Linked DNA regions of Sus scrofa: region 2 is linked to region 1. Evidence: chromatin contacts called from public Hi-C data. All regions are on one chromosome and are shown on one strand. Each heading gives the region's core, a stretch centred on a gene start, on an enhancer-like site or on the middle of the called end of the contact. The rest is flanking DNA. Distances are from core to core; before and after follow the strand shown. Region 1 overlaps ADRA1B (alpha-1B adrenergic receptor). Region 2 overlaps ADRA1B (alpha-1B adrenergic receptor).

What was found. Hi-C and Micro-C count contacts between places; a contact is called where the count stands out from the background.
Region 2: a contact with region 1 is called in a Hi-C map of heart right ventricle, with 3 times the contacts expected there. The contact joins two enhancer-like sites. A contact is called at or near these places in 2 of 47 Hi-C or Micro-C datasets (embryonic fibroblasts and heart right ventricle).

The regions. Positions count from the first base shown.
Region 1 is chr16:63,753,944-63,758,685 of Sscrofa11.1, reverse strand. The region is part of intron 4 of ADRA1B (alpha-1B adrenergic receptor); the gene reads left to right. Among named protein-coding and RNA genes, the nearest start is that of TTC1, 240 kb to the right of the region's middle. Within about 2 kb of position 2,970, at least 8 of the 83 cell types and tissues checked have an H3K27ac peak or open chromatin away from gene starts, as enhancers often do.
Region 2 is chr16:63,925,430-63,930,333 of Sscrofa11.1, reverse strand. All of the region lies in intron 1 of ADRA1B (alpha-1B adrenergic receptor), which reads left to right. All of the region lies in intron 1 of LOC110257290 (a long non-coding RNA gene), which reads right to left. Among named protein-coding and RNA genes, the nearest start is that of ADRA1B, 83 kb to the left of the region's middle. Within about 2 kb of position 2,408, at least 3 of the 83 cell types and tissues checked have an H3K27ac peak or open chromatin away from gene starts, as enhancers often do.

The DNA of each region.
Region 1 (4,742 bases), core at 1,721-4,220:
ATGAATTTCTAGGTGAAATAGTGACAAAGGGAATACAGGGTAGATCCATCATGGTAAGTCTTCAATGTGGGCACAGGACATGACACATCCCCAGTGTCCTCAAGGTCCCACCATGTGGTCCTGCTTCAACCCTGCGTTCTAAAATTGTCCTTTAACATGAACTTGTGCAGAAGGCCCACCTATAGGTCTGTTTCCTGATTGGTAAAATGAAGGTGCTCAACAAAATGAACCCTGCTAACTCTTTTAGTAAAAGAACTCATAGCTCACTTGATGTTCTCTTTAACCCCACTCTACTGTGCAGAATCTGGAAAGCTAAACTCTGCTTTCAGACTTCCTTTCACCTAGAGTTTAGATGTGGTGTAAGTTCTGCCCATTAGATGTATATACACAAGACTTTGATCTGGGATTGAATGTAGGAGAGAGGACAGAGTGAGAGACATACATTTTGCCAGTGAATGGTAGAAAGGTGGCATGCTTCTAGGGTCATGTCCATGGTGGCAGTTTCTCATTTTGCAGCTCAGGTGGAGACCTAGTTCTGTCCTGTCATTTGCAGAGTGGTCCTCCTGGAAGCTTGCCCTTAAATCTGTCAATTCAGCCCACCCAACAATTATATGAGCTATTTAATAACTTCCTAACAACAAAAACAGTAATAAACATTGATCTATTTATTAATAAAACTCTATTTAAATTTACTAGTTCTGTTGCCTACAACTGGGACTTCTAAGCACCATAAAGGGGAAGGAAGGGAAGAAGCAAAAAGAGGAGGGGAGAAGGAAAATAAGCAAAAGAGAAACAGCAATCAAAAAGGTATCTTATGGGGTTAATAGATGCAAACTATTGCTTTTGGAATGTATTAGCAATGAAATCCTGCTGTGTAGCACTGAGAACTATATCTAGTCACTTATGATGGAGCATGATAATAGGAGAAAAAAGAATGTATACATGTATGTGTAACTGGGTCACCATGCTGTACAGTAGGAAAAAAAATTGCATTGGGGAATAACAACAAAAAATTAATGGAGTTCCCGTCGTGGCGCAGTGGTTAACGAATCCGACTAGGAACCATGAGGTTGCGGGTTCGATCCCTGGCCTTGCTCAGTGGGTTAACGATCCGGCGTTGCCGTGAGCTGTGGTGTAGGTTGCAGACACGGCTCGGATCCTGCGTTGCTGTGGCTCTGGCGTAGGCCGGTGGCTACAGCTCCGATTCAACCCCTAGCCTGGGAACCTCCATATGCCGCGGGAGCGGCCCAAGAAATAGCAACAACAACAACAACAAAAAGACAAAAGGACAAAAAGACAAAAAAAAAAAAAAATTAACATAATGGAGTAGTCCTGTAAGAAAAGAAAAAAAATAAAATAAAACAAAAGAAGTAAAAAGAAAAAGAAGGCAGCTTATTTTCTCTTTATAGATTTCTTAAAATTATAGGAAGTTCATGGAAAGATGTCCATGGCATACTACATTTTTAAAAAGGTGTATAAATATCCAATTTTTGCAAAGAAAAAATATATACACATACATTCATGTATATGGATAGTAAACATTTTAAGGAACACAAACCAAATGATAGCAACTGTTATTTCAAGATAATAAAATCACAAAGATTTTTTAAATTACTTCTAATTATTCTATAAAGAGCATGGATGATAATAATAGCTATGTCTCATTTCCTCTGGATCCCACTCTTATTCTCTAATCTTGGCTGGTTACAAGTTTATCAGATATATTAGTCCTTGCAAATGTATGCTAGACTGAACATACATACAATCTCTGGAAATACTTCTACAGAAAAGACAGCTGAGGCTGATCCAACTTAACTTCTTTTAATGTGTTACCTCTCCCAAATAACAAATTCCAGTAAAGTGACTAGAAGTACTAGTTTCAGAGTCAGAGTTTGGTTTCTAAATCCGTTTGGACATTGAACAGTTATGTAGCCACAGGAGTTTCTTCCATGAGCCTGTTTCTTTCATCTAAAAATTGGGTATAAAAATAGTACCTGCCACCAGGGTTGGTGTGAGGATCCAATGAGATACTGCCTCTGAAAAGCATGCTTGTCAGATCATGCTCAATAAATATTAGCTACTACTACTATTATTACTATTAGCATTTTACTGTGATAAGATTTTAGTACACATATTTCTATAATTCTGAGAATAATAAGGGTAAAGATTTTTCGCCTCAGACACATTAAACTAATGCTGATTCTGAGTTCTGCAGAAGTGGAGATGCTGTCCTAATCATCTTTGTATTCTGAGCATCCAGTGTAGTGCATGGTAATTCGAATGAACAGCTAGGTAGATGAATAATAGGTGGATGGAAAGATGGACAAAGACAAATAGATGGGCGGGTGTTAAATAAATGAGTGTATTTCTGGTGGGTGGATACGGGGAGGGAGGACCTTAGGTGACTTGGTGTATCAAATCCTGGATGGGAAGGCAGGTGGTTGAGTGGTAGATGAATGATGGAATGGGTATTTGGGTGGGTGGGTGGATGGGAGGAAGAGTCTCAATGTCTTAGTGTGTAGAGAAGGCCAGGATGGATGGGAAGGCTGGTGATTGGGCAGGTGACTGGATAGATGGATGGATGGATGGATAACAGACAGACAGAAGGATGTTTTCTCCCCATCCATCACCACCGCCCTCTCTTCTTCAGTTCAGGGTCTCCAAGTAATGCATACAGACCCTGCCAGGGCGCTCCCCAAGGGGTTAGCATACTTGTTAAGCTACCCAGCTGCCCTACAGCACCGAGGACCTGGGGGGAGAGCAGTGGTGCTTTGACCCGCAGGACAGTGCAGCAGGGCGGGGATGGGGTCGCCTGCCCCCACCCTGCTGCGACCCAGCCGATCTTCTGCGCTGACGTTGGCGACGTTGGCGGCGGCGGCGGCCGCGGCGGCGGCGGCGCGGCTAGGCTCTCTGGGTCCTCGGTGAGTTATAACGCACATCTAGCGCCGCTGCTAAAAAAAGGGCTGTGACTCACCGCGGAAACTTCCACCAGTGCTGGCAGCATAGGGGTGGGGGTTGGTGGGCGGCAGCAGCGCCTGCAGCCAGGTGTGTCTCTAAAACACACTGACCTGGACCGTCGTGGCGTGGGAGTCAGGCGGAAGCCCAGGAGACCCCAGCTTCCACCCATCAGCCTGTCCGCAGCCTGGGTTCCACCGCTTTGAGCTCAGAGCCAGCCCTTTTGGGATAAATAACCTGGAGCGGCTGGTGGCAAATGGTTGGTAGCCCACACTTGGGGTGCCTAAGCGCTCTACTGATCTTAATTCACTTAACCCTCAGAACAGCCATTAAGCAAAGAGATGTGATTATCTCTCCTTGGCAGATCCAGATTCTAAGGCCAGAGAGAAAAAGGGACTTAGCAGAGGTGATACAGCTGGTACAACCAGGTCTCTCGGTTTATTCAGTAAAGTAATTTGTAAAATCATGAATTTTTTGTGTGTTAATTTTTTCTGTTAAAGTATAATTGATTTACAATGTTGTGCCAATTTCTGCTGTACAGCAAAGTGATAGTCATACACACACACACACACACACACACACACACACACACATATATACACATTCTTTTTCTCATATCATCATCCCCATCACATTACATCCCAAGAAATTAGACAATTGGACACAGTTCCTGTGCTACACAGTAATGTGACAGAGCTGATGCAACCATGTCTCTCAATATATTCAGTCAAATTATGGAACCCCTGCTCCGTGCCCAGGCCTTGGCTGATGACAAGGAGATGGAGGAGCATGGACCTTGAAGAATAGAGCTCATGAATGCTCTTTCTTTGTCATCTCCATAAGTGTTGACATGGGGGAACTCAATTCCATCCCTTTCCACCCCATGAATTCAAGAGAGTTTGAGCCCTACTCTTGTACAGAGCATAGTGGCACAGAGAGGACAGAGTGAGGGTTAAAAAGGTGACTATAGCAGCCTTAATTCATTCATCTGTTCATCCACCAAGTAGTTATTAAACACCCACTCTGTGCCAGTGTAACCCTGACTGGCTCCTACCCTTGCGGAGCTCAACCTGTGGGTAAGATAGGAGAACAGGTGTGAGAAGGGCTCCATCAGGTGCTAGAGGGACATGACACAGAGAGGGTACACCCAGGCTAAGCCAGGCATTAAGGAAGCTTTCCTGATGGAAACAATCTTGTTATCAAGGCTTGGAGGATAATTGGAAGTCAGGCATGTGGATATGACGTGGGAAGAGAGTTTCAGTCAGAGAGGATGTCAAGTGCCTAAGTCCAGAAATGTGAGCCATTGTGCTGTGTTTGAAGAACTGAAAAGCATTCAGTGTACCTGCAACAATGAGGGCAAAGGAGCAAGAGCAGTGAGTAACCAGAGGTAGGAGCCAGGTGGGGAAGGAAAATTTGCTATGGTTTTGGGACTAAGCCAGAGGGCAAACAAGCTAACAACCCAGCACACAGCCAGCTGCATTTACCAGGAGCAGAGCCATATCAGTTCTATTTGTGCCAAAGAGGGCATAACAAATGTCATGCTGATGAGAAAGGGACACTATGGAAGGCTTCATGGAGGAGGAGGCATTTAGGCTGTTCCCGGTTAATAGACTTTCTGTTGAAAGGGAAATGAGAGAGCAATAGAAACCATCTTGGAAGCAGCATGGATGGCATAGACCTCATCCAGCTCTTTATGGACCCTCTAGAAAGGCCAGGGAGATGTTCACAGGACCAGGACTAATATAGCATGATTCTTCTAGGTCCTGAATATATATGTGGGGGTCTAG
Region 2 (4,904 bases), core at 1,159-3,658, 170 kb before region 1:
CCTCGTATTTAATAATTAGCTGAAACAACTCACAAGACCCACTGAAAGTGCTACACTTAGGATTGTACTCTTATTATTAAGGATATAACTCAGGAGCAGCGAGATGCACAGGGCAAGATCTGAGGAGGGGGGAGGGGACACAGGGCTTCTCTGCTCTCTTCTCCTCGAATCCAGGCACATGACCCTCCTCCCATCACTGCAATGTGCTCACCAATCAGGAAGCTCCTCTGAGCCTTGGTGCCCAGAGTTTTTATTGGAGTTTTATTATATAGACAATATTGATTAAATCATGAACATGTGATTGAACTCAATCTCCAGCTCCCTTCCCTCACCTGGGGTTGGGCTGACCTAAGGTTCCAATCCTTTAATCATGTGGTGGGTCTTTCTGGTGACCAGCTCCCATTCTGAAGCTAACTAAACCCACTAAGAGTCATTTAATTAGCATAACAAACACACTCCTGTCACTTAGGTAATTCCATCTTTTTTCAAGCTTTGTGCCAGGCACTGGGGACAAAGACAAGATATATTTTTTTATTATGTCAGACACAGATATACATATGAATCACAAATTTATTAGCTCAGCTCATATCTCTCTTGTGAAATTGAGGGTCTTAGAAACAACTGCTACCTGGGTGTCTTTTTTAGGAGATACCATGGTACTTATGATCCATCAGTATCTAAAAATAAACACTTCTCCCCATCCCACCACCCTATCCCACAGATAAATGCTTTTTCCTGTATTTCCTCTTAGTAAACATCATTATATCACCATCCATCAAGCTGTACAAGTATGTAACTTGCTTTGACCAATTAATTTAAGCATAAGTAAAGTGAGAGTGTGCCAGTTCTGCACAGACACTTTGAGAAAATAAAAGGTTTTTGTCAGACCTCTTAAACTTTTGCCCATAAAGAGTAAGAACCAGGTAGTCATTGCTGTCTTAGCCTGAGTTTTAGAATAAAGACTCATTGAACATATTTAAATTTAAACCATAGATTGGAGATTATCCTAGTCTAGTTGAGCCAAGCCAATCCATAGGCAACCTACATTACCATAAACATGAAATAGAGACTTCTTTTTGTAAACCACTGAGATTGGAAGGGGCAGTATTTGTTACACAGCATTGTCACAGCAGAAATGTGACTAATACATTGGGTATCCATCTAATAACTTTGGTGGGGATAAAAAACTACATGGCTGTAGCTATTTCCCAGGATACAAAAATGCCCTCAATTTTTTTCTGGTGACACACTATTAAAGTCAGTGCCATGAACTCAGTGCTTTTTTCTACACACTATGAATCTTAGGATCCAGACATGGCAAGACAGGGCTCCCTAAAAGAATCTAACCTATTTATATTGGAAAATCTACCTTATATTCACAGATGTTTCTCCCACAGCTTGAGTTTTCATAAAGCAAACTAGATGTGGTGGTGTCAGTCACTTAAAGCATACAATTTTAGCTGTGTGGAACAATAAGTCTCTAATATAACCACAGGGGAGTTGCCACCACTTAAATGAGAAAAGCTGGTCTCCCAAGGCAGTGAAGCACATTGTTACCTGTCAGGGTATTGAGTTTCTCAGTGTGGGTTTTCTTTTGTTAGCCATTCGAAGCTATGCATTCAGCTACTGCTTATTTCATTTTGTGCTACCAATGCATGGTAAAATGGATGAAACTGTGTGAAAAAACCTCTTTAATTCCTAATCTCTTTCTCCACTACTAAAACTTTCTTATATTTTTTGTTTTAAATCAGAAATGGGTTTTAAGATTTATTCTGGAAATTTTCCATTTTGTAAATGGAAATAATAAAAATAAAATCTAAATTGTAAGGCTAAAAAAAAAAAAGGGAAGCAATCAAGGATAGTGGTTATGGTAAAACCCTATGAATTAGACTTCTTTGAATTAGACTTTGAATCCAGGTCCCATCAAAAATGGTGTAAAAATGACTTAAGTTCCTAGCCTCAGTTTCTTCATTTGTAAAGTGAGGATAATAAAAGTGCTCATCTCAGGATTATGACAAGTCAGTGAAATAATCTTTTGAGGCTTAGCACAGTGCCTAACAGACAACAAATAGCCAGTAAATGATAGAAATTATGATAGGGAGAATTTTGTTAGTGTAGTTTTTCTTAGGAAAGTAGCTGTTCATTATAGAAAGACAGGCTGTATCATGGCATTTGCTTTGACCTTTTTATTATTGGGGGAAAAAAAAAAACCTCAAGACCCAAATTGTGATTAATTTATACACTGTGTTTATGAACAGCTAAGCTTTCACTACTTCAGTTCTCTGAGAGGAATAAGGGTCGATGACACAGAAAATTTGGACTCACCACAAAATGAACACTTCTGGAACCTTCATTTAGTTGCAATCAAAATAGACTGGGCTCTCTGGTAATACACTGTGGGCAAGTTTCCAGGCAAACACAGAGTGCTCTTGGATCCCTCCACACATAGCACACTAGAGTGACAGCAACTGTGCTGTAGATCAGCCACGGTGAAATGTCTCTCCAGTGAATTTGCAAGGAAGATAAGAACATTCCAACAGCTGACGTGTTGCCCAAATGGCAGGTCACCTCACTCTCAGGTCTACTTTTTTCCTGACTGCAAAGAACACCAGGGTAGACAGCCTTGGGTTTATGAAAAATGTGATTGCTAAGGAAAGTTAATTCTTTACAGAAACTGCAAGTTGATAAGGGTTCAGATTGATAAGAATTTGTTATAAGACATATTTGACGTTTACCTTGAAAGATCCTGTGAAGTACATGTGTGTGTGCCAGTGTGTGTGTATGCATGCACATTGCTGGTACCTTTTGTTTGAAATGAGCAAGCAGTTATAAATTATATAAACCAGCCATTTGAAATAATGTCTAACATTCCTCCCCTGGAGAAAGAGAATATTTTCTCTCCCATCTAGGCATTCTGTTTCTGAGTCCATTTACTTTCTGTCAACCACTTCGGAATGCATTTAACTTAAAAGCGAAGCTAGGAAAATTTACAAATTTATTTTCTGTAATACAGAGCTTGGGACTTGTTCCCATTTGAAGTATGTGTGTGTGTGTGTATATATATACACACATCTATATATAGACAAACACATACATACAGTCTTGAGTTCACTCAGAAAATAAATAATTGCTATGTAATCCTAGAGCAAAGATTAATATGACTCACATGAAAAATTAATGAAGAATCACAGTAAAAATACACTTTATTTTCCTAGAAGAAAATGCAAGGCATTTTACCTCTCCAAGAAACAAAGAATATTATATATATGTATATATACGTATATATACCATTATTCAATAAATAAAAAAGAAAAAAATATACATATTAAGTATACCTTATGAGGGAGACAGTAAAGAAGAAAAGAAAACAAAAGATAAAGGGGAAGAAAGAGACATAGAGAGAAAGTATAAGTGAAAAATGAGATAGCTACACACTAACATAAATGCATAAACATAGTGCCAGACATTTTCAGAGGGTAGCATTGCTCTGTATTACTCTTTGAAGGCAGTTATTACCGTCTCTAACACTGGGCCCCAGTTCAGATGTTTGGTTTGTGGCTCATGCTCTGTAGCCTGATGAAATTTATTTAGTAAATGGTCAGACCCAGCCCATAGTTTAGGGTTTCTTCTGCTCTGCAGTAGAATCTGGTGGAGATGGATGATATTCTCTTTAATTGACTCACTGCGTGAGGCTGAGGGCCATTTGAATCCCTCTTGAGAGAGACAGTACCGAATGACAGGTGAGATTAAATTTTCTTTATACATAATCATATTGTTTTATTTGCTACAATAAGCAGGAAATAAAATGAAACAAACGAATCTCATACACACCCAGAAAGGCCATCCGAGAAGAACCTGTGAAAGGGACTAAGAAGGAATGTTTTGGGTAGAGGCAAGAGGAAATCCCTAAAGGGTGGTGTCCCAGATGCCAAAGGAATGGTTAACCTACATCTCCTGGAATTCTACTTAATTTTTTCCAGTAATTTTACTGAGGTATAATAAAAGGCATAGTAAAATGCACACATATTGAACACACAACTCCATGTCTTTTTATCAAGTATATACCCGTGTAATCACCACCAAGATAAAAATGTCGAAAAGTTTCATATCCCCAGAAAATAATCTCATGTCCCTTTCCAGTTAATATCCTTTTCCCCTGCACTCCTCAAAGTAGTCCTTTAGCTCTACAGGCCAGTTTCCTCTGTTCTTGAACTTCATGTAAGTGGATTCAAATAGTGTCTATTCCTTTGTTTCACATCATTTGCTCAGCCTACATTTAAAAATTCATTCATGTGGTTGTCGGTATCAGTAATTTACTCCTCTTTCTAAATAGTAGTCCATTGTATGAGTATGCAGCATTATCTATTCCCCTGTTAAGGGACATTTTAGGCTGTGACAAGTAAATGCACTACAAATACTCCTTTACATGTCTTTTTAGATCCACTCATTTCTCTTGGGTACAGACTAAGAGTATAATTGCTAAGTCATGAAGTGGGTGGAGGTTTAACCTTATGAGAAACAGTTTTCCAAAGTATTGTGCTAGTGTATGCTTCCATCAGCAATTTATGAGCATTCCAGTTGCTCCATGTCCTTACTAACATGTGGTACGATTAGTCTTTTCAAGTTTAGTCTTTCTTGTTCCCGTGTAGGGTGGTATCAGTGGTGTCTCACTGTGGCTTCAATTTGCATATCCTTGATGGCTAATATCATGTATCACTTTTTCATATGCTTATTGGCCATTCAGATATTTTCTTTTGTGAAATGATGCCTACAGTTTTTTACCCAGCTTAAAAACCTGTTTTTATTTTTAAATTATTTTAACTTAAAATAATTTAACAATTTAAACATTTTAACTTTAAATCATTTAAATCAGTTATTTGTTGGAATGTTTAGTAGGTTTACAT